Regions from separate parts of the Sus scrofa genome. Here all the other regions are linked to region 1. Evidence: chromatin contacts called from public Hi-C and HiChIP or PLAC-seq data. All regions are on one chromosome and are shown on one strand. The core of a region is the stretch at or near the end of the contact, and the rest is flanking DNA. Distances in the headings are between cores, read along the strand shown.

Evidence for each region. Hi-C and Micro-C count contacts between places; a contact is called where the count stands out from the background. HiChIP or PLAC-seq counts read pairs in DNA pulled down with a chosen protein or histone mark.
Region 2: a contact with region 1 is called in an H3K27ac HiChIP or PLAC-seq map of alveolar macrophages. The contact joins the promoter of PMVK here to the promoter of SLC50A1 in region 1. A contact is called at or near these places in 1 of 47 Hi-C or Micro-C datasets (liver) and 1 of 2 datasets of contacts at active chromatin or transcription factors (alveolar macrophages).
Region 3: a Hi-C map of epiblast stem cells shows a contact between it and region 1, with 2.3 times the contacts expected there. The contact joins the promoter of FDPS here to the promoter of SLC50A1 in region 1. A contact is called at or near these places in 1 of 5 promoter capture datasets (liver) and 1 of 47 Hi-C or Micro-C datasets (epiblast stem cells).
Region 4: a Hi-C map of liver shows a contact between it and region 1, with 7 times the contacts expected there. The contact joins the promoter of FLAD1 here to the promoter of SLC50A1 in region 1. A contact is called at or near these places in 1 of 5 promoter capture datasets (liver) and 3 of 47 Hi-C or Micro-C datasets (embryonic fibroblasts, epiblast stem cells and liver).

What each region holds. Positions count from the first base shown.
Region 1 is chr4:94,663,722-94,667,048 of Sscrofa11.1, forward strand. SLC50A1 (sugar transporter SWEET1) reads right to left here and starts at 1,765. Exons shown (of 7, transcript XM_003125719.3): 1 at 1,599-1,765; 2 at 1,197-1,274; 3 at 934-1,057; 4 at 170-331. The coding sequence starts at 1,678. It also overlaps a transcript of EFNA1 not described here.
Region 2 is chr4:94,860,011-94,863,337 of Sscrofa11.1, forward strand. It overlaps PMVK (phosphomevalonate kinase), which reads left to right and starts at 1,658. Exons shown (of 5, transcript NM_001168416.1): 1 at 1,658-1,830. The coding sequence starts at 1,736.
Region 3 is chr4:94,512,181-94,515,507 of Sscrofa11.1, forward strand. It overlaps FDPS (farnesyl diphosphate synthase), which reads right to left and starts at 1,514. Exons shown (of 10, transcript NM_001185131.1): 1 at 1,333-1,514; 2 at 1,093-1,255. The coding sequence starts at 1,514.
Region 4 is chr4:94,811,688-94,815,014 of Sscrofa11.1, forward strand. FLAD1 (FAD synthase) reads right to left here and starts at 1,825. Exons shown (of 8, transcript XM_001929375.6): 1 at 1,656-1,825; 2 at 968-1,192. The coding sequence starts at 1,048.

The DNA of each region.
Region 1 (3,327 bases), core at 515-3,014:
AAACATCTCTAATCTTCTGTTACCCATCCTTTCCCTCCTGCCTCCTACTCACTCAACTCTACTGCCCTGTGTCCTTCCAGGATCTGACTTCCCTTCCTCTGGAGTGTAAGTCTCTGACTAGGGGAGCCTGACCCTTATCGCCCCTACCTCCCTGCACATCCCCACTCACCAAGTCCGCTAGTGGTGAGAGGTACATACTGATGGTGAAGATACTGCAGAAGAGGCCCAGCTGCTGCAGCCGGGTCTCAAGGTCAGGCACCAGGAGACAAAAGTAGCCAAAACCCAGGACAAGGACCACCAGCAGGGTTGCAGTCTGAAGGAGCACAGCACCCTGCAGAGGAGAGAGTAGCCTTACCTCTGGAGGTGCCTGGAGCCCTTTCTGACACTGCTGCTGGAATTAATTCATCCTGCCCTCTCCCATGCTCCAGTGAGGGAGCCACCCATTGTCTAAGCCTCCTGTATTGCACATGTCACAGCCTCTTTCCTACCAGTGACTGTAGCACATATCTGATCCCCCCACCATACTGAAGGTGTCTAGGGGAGGGAAAAGTATATCTTTTTTGTTGTTTGGTTTGGTGAGCTTGCTACACAGAGTAGGAGTTTAATGCTTGTGTGAATGAGGAAGCAGAGCTAATCATCTCACTCTCAGCCACTGGCCTTGGCTCTGAAGGAAACATGGAGACAAAAAAAATCCCTTTCACTCTGTTGGGCAGCAAGGCACTATCAGGCTAGGCAGAGCTATTGGCCTTGCCAGAATGGGGGACCATATGTGCATCCCAGAAGGCTAGCCTCATGGAGGAAGGAGGACTGCAAGGCTGGAGGGGTCTTCCAGGAAAAGGTGGCAGTGCCAACCTGTTACAGTCTTCTAGGAAGCAGTGTTTGCCTTGCCAGTAAGGCAAGGCAGGGCGTGCAGCAGAGATGAAGGGCCTCTACCTTCCGATGGCAGTAGTGCAGATACACCAAGATATACAGGGTCTGAAGCACAGCACCCACAGCATTGACGACGATTAGCGTCCCGTTTCCCTTCAAGGCCCCATAACTCAGCCAGCCCAGATTGCTGCAGGGTGGAGGGGAGGGACATTCGTCCGCAGGGTGGAGGGTGGGCGGGGGACCCGAGGGGCCTCCTCCACATTCCTCCTTACCCCTCCCCAACCTCCCTCAGAAGCCTTTCCCGACGCAGGCATCGCCCCTCTCACTTGGCATCCGTGGTGAGAAAGGGCAGGAACTGGACACTGTCCACGCTCCGGGTCATCCGCATGTGCTTGAGGTCCGAGCTGTAACGGGGCCCCGAAAGGTAGGGGGGAGAGGTGGAACGGGAGAACCAGGCTGCCGGGGCGTCAAGATCCCCGATGCCTGTCATTTTCCCCGGACAACTGCAGACGCCGCCCCCCCCCCCCCGGGTCCCGCCCTCAGCATCCTGGCCTTCTCCCTCAGGTTAAGTGACTGGCCTCGCCCCTGTCCCCCGGCCCCCTCGACCCGATTCCACTTTGACTCTAGGTTCCGGATGCAGCCTGAGGCTGCCGCCACGTCTCTGTCCCCTGTTTCTCCTCTCCCGATTTCCTGGTCCTGCCCCAGCCCAGCCCGTCCACGCTTCTCACAGGCCGGTGGAGAACATGCCGAGGGTGAAGAGCACGCAAGCTCCGGAAAGGAGCGAGTCCGCCAATCCGCCCGCCTCCATCCCTCCCCGAGCCGGATCTCGCGCTCTGCGCTGGACACCAGCTTGCGGGATCCTGAGCCCGCGACGCCGGAGCCCCGCCCCTCCGCGCCCCCGGCCCCGCCCCTGCGCCCTCGGCCGTCCCCCCCGGAAATTAAACCGGAACCCGGCCCACCCCTAGGACGTCAAGCAGGAACTCAGGCCCCGCCCCTCCGAGCGCCCGTCCCGCCCCCACCCGCCTGGCTGTCGGCTCGTGGGTTTGCGGGGGTTCAAGTTGCTCTCTTTTCCCGCCGGTCTCCTTCCTAAGGTTTGGCGTATTTGTCCCCGGGACCAACCGCTCCACACTCTCTGCTGACCCCCTGGATCCCTAGCCCCCCAGCCTCAACTCTTTCCCACAGGCCCGAAAGCCTACGTGGTAGAACTCCAAAACAGCAGCTTGCTAGGCAGACTTCGACACGCTCCCCAGGCAGAGCCCCGGCTCGGAATTTCAGTTGCCCAGAGCTTGGGAGATTTTTTTCCTCATTTGCTGAAGCCTCTTTCCGGTCTTTTCCCTAAATAACAGGGATTGCCAGGAATCACCGAGTCTTTGTGAGCTGCCCTCCCCCTTCAGCCACACTGCCAACTTTCCGTGACTTGGCCAACCCACTGGCCAAGCGTGTATCACTGACCCCCTAGTCCAACCGACTTGCTGCTGGGAACTTTCCCTCCCAGCCTCCCACACACGGCAGCCTCCGCTGGCGGGGCTGTGGGGCGGGCCACATGCCTCAGCTGGCGTTCCCCTGAGCGGCTGCTCTGACTCACCCTGCAGAATGAGTACCTGAACAGTATGCCAAAGCCCAGCGCGGAGAGGGTGGGAGTGGGGCAGAGGTTGGACAGAAAGAACTTCCAGAGTGGGGAGCAGGCTAGGGCCTGAGACATTCTCGTGGGGAGCACTCCTGTCCTGGACAACCCTCAGGGGAGGAAACACCTCACCCTTTTGGGTGAGTGAGGAGCAAATTCAAACCCAGTTCCTACTGGTATAACACAGAGCCTAGCAAATAGCAGGGACTTAAATCAGGATGGAGGGGCAAAAAAGCAAGTCTGAAAAACCAAACACATCACTTTATTTTGAGACAAAGAACACAGTATAAAAAAGTTCCAGTTGTAGAAATCAGCACAGACACAGAAAGTTCATATGCAGATTCTGTACATGTGGGCCCTGCCCCTCAGGCTTTAGTCTAGGCACAGACTGTGTGTGTGTGGGCCCTGCCCTTACAGATACACCTTAAGACCAGGTTGGCACAGCCCCCCTGCTGGCACAGCTCTGGGAAATGCTGCCCCAGGATGGGAGAGGATGCAGTGCCTGGCTACAAACCTCTCTGTGACAGCGCCACAGAGGACAGTCCTGGGAGAGATGCTGGGTTAGCCCAAGCATGCTGCTTCTCCTGTCCTTGGCTCAGCCACAGCACTACTGGATCCGAGCCGCATTTGTGACCTACACCACAGCTTGCAGCCACGCCGGATCCTTAACCCCCTGAGCGAGGCCAGAGATCTAATCCACATCCTCACGGACACTTATGTTGGGTTCCGTCTTGTTTTTCCTTCAGTCAGTTCATCTGGCCATCGTGGCTCTCTCTGGGAGGGGCATCTTTGCCAAGCTCGGAGTCCATCCATGTGACCCCAAGCCCCTTCCA
Region 2 (3,327 bases), core at 408-2,907, 200 kb after region 1:
CTAGTCAGATTCATCTCTGCTGAGCCACGACGGGAACTCTCCAAAGCATTTTCATTGTTTTTTAGCATGTGTTGTCCTCATTTCCTTCTTATTGCAACCCAGCGAGGTGTGCATTATCAATGATGAACTCAGAGTGACTTGCTGACGGTCACGTTCCCGCTAAGAGTCAAAGCTGGGATTACAACTCCCCTCTAGCTGCCCTCTAAATTCCCAGATGAGTGTACTGCTTTCAGAGTTGTTTACAAGAAAAAAAAGACCTTCCCAAAGTCCAATCTTTGTGTATCTGACCATTGATCATTCAATGTCCACAGCTTCTCCTGTGCCATGTTTTCAATATTCAGTGAATTAATGGTTTCTCTCAAAGAAGGTCTTTCCATCTCATTTCTCTGCACATGACCTTATAGCTTGTAAGATGGAGGCAGTAATGGGTCGCAGGCCCTGTGTTGACAAGCTCAGAGAACTACCGGACAGCTGTGACAGAGCCAGAGCTAAAGAAACTCCACTTGCAGGAGTTCACCTTGTGGCTCAGCGGAAACGAATCCGACTAGTATCCATGAGGCCACGATTCCTGGCCTCGCTCAGTGGGTTAAGGATCTGGCGTTGCCACGAGCTGCGGTGTAGGTCGCAGACCCAGCATTGCTGGGGATGTGGTGTAGGCAGGTAGCTACAGCTCTGCTTCCACTCCTAGCCTGGGAACTTCCATATGCCCCGGTGCGGCTCTAAAAAGCAAAATAATTAAATACATAAAACAAAAAAAAGAAATTCTGATTGCTTAACGGGCTGGCTGTCAACCGCTGGGAGCAGAGGCAGGACTGGGAATTCAGGGAAGGGACAGATCAGCATCCCTTATTTTTCCCCCTAGAACTCCTGGCTGAGAGCTGGACTCCACATAAAACTAGGTAATTTCCAGAAGTGGCTTCAAAGCCCCCTTTTAACTTATTCTATAGTCATTCCAAGCTCTGTGGATTCCGAAAATCTTTGGAGTGAAGGATGCGGCTAGAAAAGCGATGAGAATTTTCTCGCGGGCCTTAAAGGGTCGAACACATCGACCCCTCCGGTTTTCAAACCGGCTTAACAATAAAATCAGGTCTTTTGACTAAGTCCCACCCCCAGCATGACGTCACCAGACACACCTCTCGAGTCCTCGCCAGGTTTCGTCTCCAGAAACACCCATTTTCACTGTGGGGCATATAAGGATTGGCTTTACACGTACATTAAAATGCACAGATAAAAAGGCAGTTTTGAAAACGTCTGCAATATGAACACGTTTATTCTTTTTTTTCACAATTTTTTAGGACGGTGTGGAAGACAGCGTGAGGGTCACTTCGGACATTTTAAGATGTCACTCCTCCTCGGAGGAAAATAGTCGCGTCCAATTCCCGCCCCCTCACGTGTCACGAGCGTCAGCTCAGAAGGCGAGGCCGTGACGTTAGAGTCTGGGCGGGTTGGACTGTTCCAAATGAGTTCTGGCAGGGGAGCTTCTTTAGGGGAGAAAGCTGCCCAGGGACTTAACCTTCTTTCTCTCCACAGTCCATTTATGTAGGCTTTAGTGTAAAGGCACAGAAGCACTTGTGCAGGTTGACCATCCTCTCCACGGCCATGGAGAAGACGGGCGGGCGGAACCCCTTCTTGTTGCCGCTCCATCCAGTGGCCGCGTCCATTCTGTGCCGGGTGGCTCGATTTAAGGGGTAAGGGTTCAGGATCCGCTGTAGGGATCGCAAAGCGTAGCGGCCCCATGGCACCCCTGGGAAGCGTCCCGCGGTTGGTGCTGCTTTTCAGCGGGAAGAGGAAATCCGGGAAGGACTTCGTGACCGAGGCGCTGCAGAGCAGGTGTCCGTGGGGCCGGGACGGAGGAGGACCGGGGAGATCCCCAGTCACGTGACACGAGGGGTGTGTTTGGGTGTGATAGAGTGTACTTTGCGTAGGGGGTCCTCATGTTGCTGGGCAGGGGGAGCCCTGGGCGGCGAGAGGTGCAGGATTGTCACCATCACGTTGAAGAGAATCTACACACAGCCCTCCTCAAAGAACCAGGGGCCCACCTCTCCAGAAGCTGTAAGCTGTTAGGTCTCTCCAAGAAGCATAAAGAAGTTATAAAAAAGGCACTTTTTATAAACCACTCCCAGTCTTCCAGACAGTGTTGCCAGGTAACTGTTACAGATGAGGAAATTGAGTCACAAATAAAGGAATTTTCTCAGCCCACACCCCAGTGTGTCTGACTCCAAAGACAAATCTTTGCCCCACAATCACCTAGGACCTGGGGTTTATTTGAGCCTTTATTGTGTGCCAAATACTGTATGGATATATAATTTAATTCTCAAAATTTCTTTGTTAGGTACTGTGTGGTCTTATTCGTCAGTATCTCCGTTTCACAAATGAAGAAACCCACACTCTGAAAAGTTAAAAAACAAAACAAAACAAAACAGGAGTTCCCGTTGTGGCACAGCGGTTAACGAATCTGACTAGGAACCATGAGGCTGCGCGTTCGATCCCTGGCCTCGCTCAGTGGGTTAAGGATCTGGTGTTGCTGTGAGCTGTGGTGTAGGTCACAGAGGAGGCTCGGATCTCCCGTTGCTGTGGCTGTGGCGTAGGCTGGCAGCTACAGCTCCGATTAGACCCCTAGCCTCCATGTACTGTGGGAGCAGCCCAAGAAATGGCAAAAAAACAAACAAGCAAGCAAACCCCAAAACCCAGACCCAGACTTGCCAGGAGCACAAAGTAATTGGCAGATCCAGGACTCAAATTCAGCTTTAGTCTAGCTCCAAGGAATGAATTCCTTCTGCTTTATCCCACTGCTTCTCCAGATAATACCTTTTGCTCAGGTTTTCTCTCCAAGTAAGATGTTCGGTGTGGGAGCACTTTTGCTGAGATGCGGCCCTGGAGAGCACAGAAGCCAGGTCCTCTTGAGGGCCAGTGTGGTGGGGGTACCAGGAGGTTGCTTTGGGGCACCATGGGGGTTCTAAGAGGTTGTGGAAAAGCCCAGGGCAGAGTTTGCCACCTGAATCGTTCACCACTAAGTGTCTGCCACTTTCTCCTAAGTTTTGTTTCTCTTCACCCCCAAACACAGAAATCAAATAGTGGTCAGAAGCACAGGCTCTGGAATTAGACTGCTGGGATTCAAATCCTGACTCACCACTTATTGGAGTGTGATCTTGCACAAGTTTCTTATGAACTGTGTGCCTCAGTTTTGCCATCTGTAAAATGGAGTCAGTAATAGGGTTAAATGAGATAATGTACATGAAGGGCTTGGAATAATTCTTGGCACTTAGTTGAGACACAGGACCTAAATCCTGGCTTTTTAAAAAAGTTTTTACTTTTTTAATGTTTTTT
Region 3 (3,327 bases), core at 264-2,763, 150 kb before region 1:
ACATTTAAAGCCTCCATAGTGGAGATTAAAATCTGCTCCCAAACCCGGGGAGAACTCTGTCCATGCAGAGAATGTACATAGGAATGGCTGGTGTGTTTGGGTCTCCTCCAATTCTCCTACGCTTCCCCTTCACAGTCCATTCCTCCTTTCCCAGCCCCCTCCTCCTACCCACAGTTCAACCTATCTGCAAATGAAAAGCCTCTCTCACTTTATTAAAGCCCCCCCACCCACCCACCCAAAGTCGGCCAGAGGAAATCTTGGAGGAGACCATAGGGTGGAGGACCCGTCCCCCACTCCTCCAATGGCATGTCCTGCTGGGACCTCTGTGCCGTTGGCTGCCCTTAGATCTAATTCACTGGGAAGACTTCCCTTTTAATCTCCATCCCAGTGTAGACACACCCCCTTCTCCTTAGTTCCCCTCAGACAAATGAGAGAGCATTTATAGTAAGAATTACTAGATACTCTAAAAGAATAAAAGAATTAGGAGTTCCCATTGTGGCTTAGCAGTAATGCACGCAAACTAGTATCCATGAGGACACAGGTTCAATCCCTGGCCTTGCTCAGTGGGTTAAGGATCAGGTGCTGCCATGAGCTGTGGTGTAAGTCAGACATGGCTAGGATCAGGTGTTGCTGTGGTTGCAGCTCTAATAAGACCCCTAACCTGGGAACTTCCATATGCCACACTTGTGGCCCTTTAAAAAAAAAAAAAAAAAAGGAATAAAACAATAAGGCAACTTAAGTATCTCAGCAATAGTTCTTGTCCTAGAGCAGGAGTTTCTGATGCACTAGCTTCACCCAAGCCCATCTCAGACTGCCTTCCTCCCAGGTCCCTGCCAAGGTAGCCCCTCATTATTTCTGGATGCCTAATGCCTCACCCCCAGGGCCCTCCACCCTTATTCAAAGCAGTGCGGATGGCCCAAAAGAACCACCAGGCAGGACTACTGGGCTAAGTATACCTGCACCTCCAGAGGGCACCCAGAAACGCTCAGGTAAAACCCTGCTCCCACCCCTGCCAAAAGTCCCCCAAAAGCCAGAGCTGGATCCCACACATGCAGAGAGAGCAAAGACTCTCTCCAGTCATAAATCCCTCACCTCCTTGAGTCGGGCAACAGCATCTCCTATCTCTGGGTGCCCGATGTCCTCCTCAGTCAGCACCTTGACGATCTGGGAGAAGTGCTGGATGAAATCCTGCCTTTCTCGGGCATAAGCGTCCAATTTCTGGTCTCCGTTCATTCTGAGGGAGGAGTAAAATGCTCTGAGGAGAGGGAGGACAAGTCAGAAACCTGAACAGCTGCTCCCCTCCCCAAGGCCCCTCACCCCCACCAAACTCACCGAGGCTCCTCTGTCCACGCTTGGCACCAGCAGCGAGCACTGTGCCATGCCCCCAGGACTGGGCACCCGTGCACCAGGGAGGGCCGCCGTAGGGGACCCAGCCACCTCTCCCGGGGCACCCAGCAGGGGGCTGGCAGCAAGAAGAGCCCCACAGATCTCAGCCAGCGGGACAGGGGCAGCATGGGGGGTGGTACAGGGAAGGGGCACTGAGCACTCCCTGCAGGAGCAAGCACCAAAGGCAGATGCACGTTGGCAGCTCCCCAGGTCACCTCCCCGAACTTTTACCTCCATAGCCAGAAGGCCCCACTTTCTCCTGGTATGAGATTGAGGGCATTTACAGGGAAAAAAAAAAATGTGGGGAACAAAAAGTACAGCTGGGTGACTGAGAATAAACTAACTGCACTTAAAATATGATGGCTAGAACTTGGAGTTTCCTGGTGGCCTAGTGGTTAAGGACCCAGTCTTGTCACTGTTGTGGGCAGGTTGGATCCCTGGCCTAGGAACTTCCACATGCCATAGGTGTCGCCAAAAAGAAAAAAAAGGTGACTAAAACTTATTGCCACCTAACTTTATCCTTTTCAACCATCAATGCCTCCCCTCCAGGGATTCTCTGGAATTGCTACACCCCTGGCTGCTTCCCAAGTCCTGGAGTACAGAGAGAAGAGTCTAGAGTAAAGGAATTCAGAACTGGGGGCTAGGAAGACCCTTAAATCAACCTATTTTATATAAGTCAAGCTGAGCCTCTAGGAGGTAGGAAGATACCTAGGACGTGGGTACCAAACCTAGAATCCAGGTCTTCCCAGTAGCCAGAAAGAGGGGTACAGAGTCTGTGAGATGAAGAGACATGAAACAGGAACCCCTGGGTGCTATGGACATGTGGTCTGAGGCTCTGGGACTGGGTGTCCTAAGCCTTTACAGACTAGAACTATGCAGACAACCTCAGAACAACAGTGGGCAGGTGGGGAGAGTTCGCAGTAGAAGAGCAAACCAATGTGCAGTTACACTGAGGGTTCCAGGAAAGCACAGGACAGGGATGGGAGTTTTTCACATCCATGAGGTTAGCCAGTCGGTCCCACCAACCCCCAAAGCGGGGGAACTCCAGCACAACGTACTGGTCCTCCTGTGCCTCAAAGTATCACTACAGAAGTAAGGCTGAGTTTCTAACCCGTGCCTCCACTCCCTGCCCGAGACCTCTCTCACCTGTTCCTGGATGCCGGTTGTGGATCCAGAGAATTGCTGGGGTATGCCTAAAAACCGGACTCCTCAACGCTCAGCTCTCTGGGACTAGTAGTTCTCCATCTCTTTTCGCTATAGGCAGAAAGGCCCAGTAAACTACAATTCCCGGCATGCCACGGGAGGGACAACTACAACGCAATCTAGCGTGTACTGGCAGGGTGGAGACGAGCCACTCTGATTGGATGTTTTCCCTCGTATGAGTATGAGGCCCTGTAACCCACAGCCAATGGAAGTGCAGCACCCCGGGGCCCACAGCTAGAAGGAGGTAGAGTGGGCCAAGATTAGAGGCTGCTGTGGCAAATGGGAAGCAGGCTGGGAGTTTCCTACGCTCCCAGCTGTTGCCTTTACTACATTTCAGTTTTCATTATCTTCCTGTGCAATTGAGTGGCACATTACTAAAACTCCAGAAGGACCACTTAAGCAAATCATAGAACTTCTCGGAGCCTCAGTTAACGTAATTAAAACAGACTTCCCTCATTTGTTAAATGAGGAAAACCCCGTGAGAGATGAAGTATATAAAGTGCTTTAAGTGCCCAAGAAAGATAAAACTCAGCAGAACACACACACACGGCTTCACACTGTTGGCTCTTTCTCCATTAACCTTCCCAAATCCCAGTAACTTGATCCACCTAGAAAGATGCCTGAAACTCCAAACCACATAAAACATAAATGATTTTGTCACTATGGAACAAAATCAGTGTGCAAGAATATCTGCTTTAACCATTGCTGTTCGACATTGTACAGCCAAATTGGAAAAGA
Region 4 (3,327 bases), core at 575-3,074, 150 kb after region 1:
AATAAAGTTCAAATACCTCTGCAGAATATTCGAGGCCGCCTGTCTATGGTGTGTATGCACTCTTCCTTTCCAGCTCCATCTCCTTCTACTTCTCCACAGAGTTTAGCGGTTAAGGGTGACTCTGGAGTGAGAATCGGGTTGGAATCCCATCTACCACTTTTTAGCTGCTGTTCCACATGGGTGAGTCTCTCAACTCTGAGCCTTATTCTCATAATCTATTCATTGATATTGACAGTAAAAATACCCACGTCATGGGGTTGTTGTGAGGATCAGTAAAACCACACAGGCCATGTAATAAGCACGCTGCCAGGCCCTAGTAAGCACGTAATAGTACTACTGTGAACCTGATGCTCACCGTGACCTCTCATGAGACTTCCTTGATCATTCAGAAGGGATTTCTCCCTTCTGGTACTTTCCTTCCATCCCACTTAGCTACTCTGCTGAATGCCTCGGATCATTTTCCAGTTAGGCTGGCTATAACTCTGAAATAATACCTCCTGTATACATGGGACTCCTTGTCATTTTTTTTTTTCCCACCACCCCACTGCATATGGAGTTCTCAGGCCAGGGATCAGATCTGAGCAGCAGTTGTGACCTATGGTCCAGCTGCGGCACTTCTGGATCCTTAACCCACTGTATCCCACTATGCCAGCCAGGACTGGAACCTGTGGCCCAGCGCTCCAGAGAAGCAGCCGCCTATCCCCGTTGTGCCACACCCGGAATTCCTCCTCATCATTGCTGTTAAAGCCTCTCCTCCCCTCCCACACAGCATGGCTAATTATAGGGACTTTGCTACAAGTTTTTCAGCAGAGTAATTGAATAAATGAAGGTCACTCTTCCTGCAATATACTGGACTCACTCCAGGACCCTACGGTAGCAAGGGGGGCTCCCACCCTGGTTCACCCTCCCTTAACAGAACGTGTTAGGAGAACGCTGCACCCTCCCCCCTCTTCTGTCCCAGACACACCTTGAGGATCTCATCTCCAACAATGATGATGCCCGCCGTCACGCTGCGCCCTGGGGGAGGTTCAGAGGCCCTAGATGCCATGGTCCTGCCTTCTCTGCCCCTCCGCAAGGCCCTCCAGTAGCCACCCAGACCCCAAAATAGGGGTCGCAAGCACTGGGGGCCCGCCAGATCTACAGGGCACTGGGGGTCATAGCCTGGGAACAGGGGTTCCGGGGTCGAGGGAACCTGGAGGAGCCAGAAAGGACAATAGGGGAGAGCAGGAGTGCACCGTCTTCCTCATTAGGCCCTTGACAATCGACTCCTTTACACCGGCCCCTTTAATAAACCTGCTCTCAAACCCTAGCCCATACCTCTTTTTATGTTTTCTAGGCTCGGTTCTAGTCTCCTGAAAATGTTCCCTCCAGAACATCTACCACTTTAAATGTCTTCTGCCCGCCGAACTCGGCTCCTCTAGGGTCCGCTCTACCTTGCGCATCTGCGCCTTTAAATAAATGTCTCTTCTCTTTACCGCACCTGTTCCTTTAAATGTCTACCTTAGCCTGGGCCTTGGCCCCTTTAAATGCGTTCCCTCCCTCCACCCCCAACCAGAACTCAGCCCCTTCTTCTGCAGCCTTCCGCACCCTTTCCAGCCCGGAATACTGTCTCTTCCCGCCACGCTTCAGACTACTGAGCTTTTCCAGGTTCTCACCTGCCTCTTGCCCTTTCACCGGGTCTTTCCCTCTCTCCTCCTGTTTCGGGGCAGCTTCCGTACTCAGAGTCCCGCCTTAGACTCATACCTACCTCGTATTAATTGGTCATTTTGGCTGTCGCTCAGACTACTTCTAAGGGCCCATTGGTGTAGTCGATCATCGCTCGAGAGCTGTAGCCAGTGGGCGGGAGTAGTGCTGGGTTGTTATTGGTGACAACCACGTGGTCACCCCTTACCCGGAAACGTGGGGGCTGGCCTTCAGTCGGGGGCGGGGCTTCTTTTCCCTCGGGGCGGGATTTGGGGCGTCTCTGGAGTGAAAGGAGCGATGAGGGGTGCAGGTGCTTTAAGGGCTTTGGGGTTTCCTGTCTGGTGGTGGAAGTAAAGGGAGGCTTGACTCTAATCTCCTTTCTGTGTTCATATTTCTTTTTTTTTTTTGGGCCTGTCTTTTTAGGGCCGCACCTGCGGCATATGGAGGTTCCTAGGCTGGGGGTCCGACTGGAGCTGTAGACGCCGGCTTACGCCACAGCAACGCCAGATCCGAGCCGCGTCTGCAACCTATACCACAGCTCGCGGCAACGCCAGATCCTTAACCCACTGAGCGAGGACAGGGACCAAGCCCGCGCCCTCATGGATGCTAGTCGGGTTCGTTAACTGCTGAGCCACGACGGGAACTCCTGTATTCAGATTCTTGTATGCATATCTGTTATTCATTAACAGATGACTCATTCTAAGGGGTCAGGGGCTAATATCAGAGGGGATTTTATATTGTAGCAGATGGAAGTTGCACGGACACCAAAAAAATTGGCAGCATTGCCTGTGAGGTAGCAAGATCCTGGAGGTGAGCTTTTAGTGTATGGAACTTTCATTTGTCCCTGTTATAAACAATAAAGCTAATTACTTAAACCTCTTCGACAAGAAAAAGTCTTGCCCCACCTTGTTCCAGATGGTTCTTTAAACATAACCTCTCCCAGTTAATTGGTCTTGTGGGTACAAGTGAGGGCAGTGACTAGGGAGTGCCATGTGTCTATTTTGGATTATCATATTATTCTAGCTTCCTCTTATTTCACTTGCTTTTAGTCTAAAAAGTACTTCTTAAACCCTAATACTCATGAATCATAAGGGGGGGCCTTTTTAATGTGCTGATTAAATCTATGGGATTCTGGAGGTTTAGGTGGGGCTTGAGATCTGCATTTAACAAACCCTCCTGTCATGCTGACGACACTCTTTCCTAAAAGTCTAAAATTCATTCATCTGGAGCACTGTTGAACCACACCTGGCCTGAATTTACTATCCCAAACAACCGCAGAAACACCACAGTGAATGGTAGAGCCAGGCTTCTAGTCCCTTCTTTCTCAATAAGCCCCGTGTTTCTTCCAACTCAAAGAATCTCAGCTCAAAAAGAAAAAAAAAAAAAAAAAAAAAAAAAAAAATCGGGCTTTCCCAATTACATAAGCCATATGCGAAATGATCTGTATTAGTAATAACGATATGTGACACTCCCCCCAACCCCCAACCATCAGCTCTGGTCCCATCCTTTACAGCGGGTTCTCAAGCTTAAAATGTGCATCAGAATCACCTAGAGAGCTTGTTAAAATGTCACTAGGTCCAACCCTCAGATTCAGTGGGTACAGGGTGGAGCCCAAGAACGTGGACTTCTGAGTTTCCAGGTGAT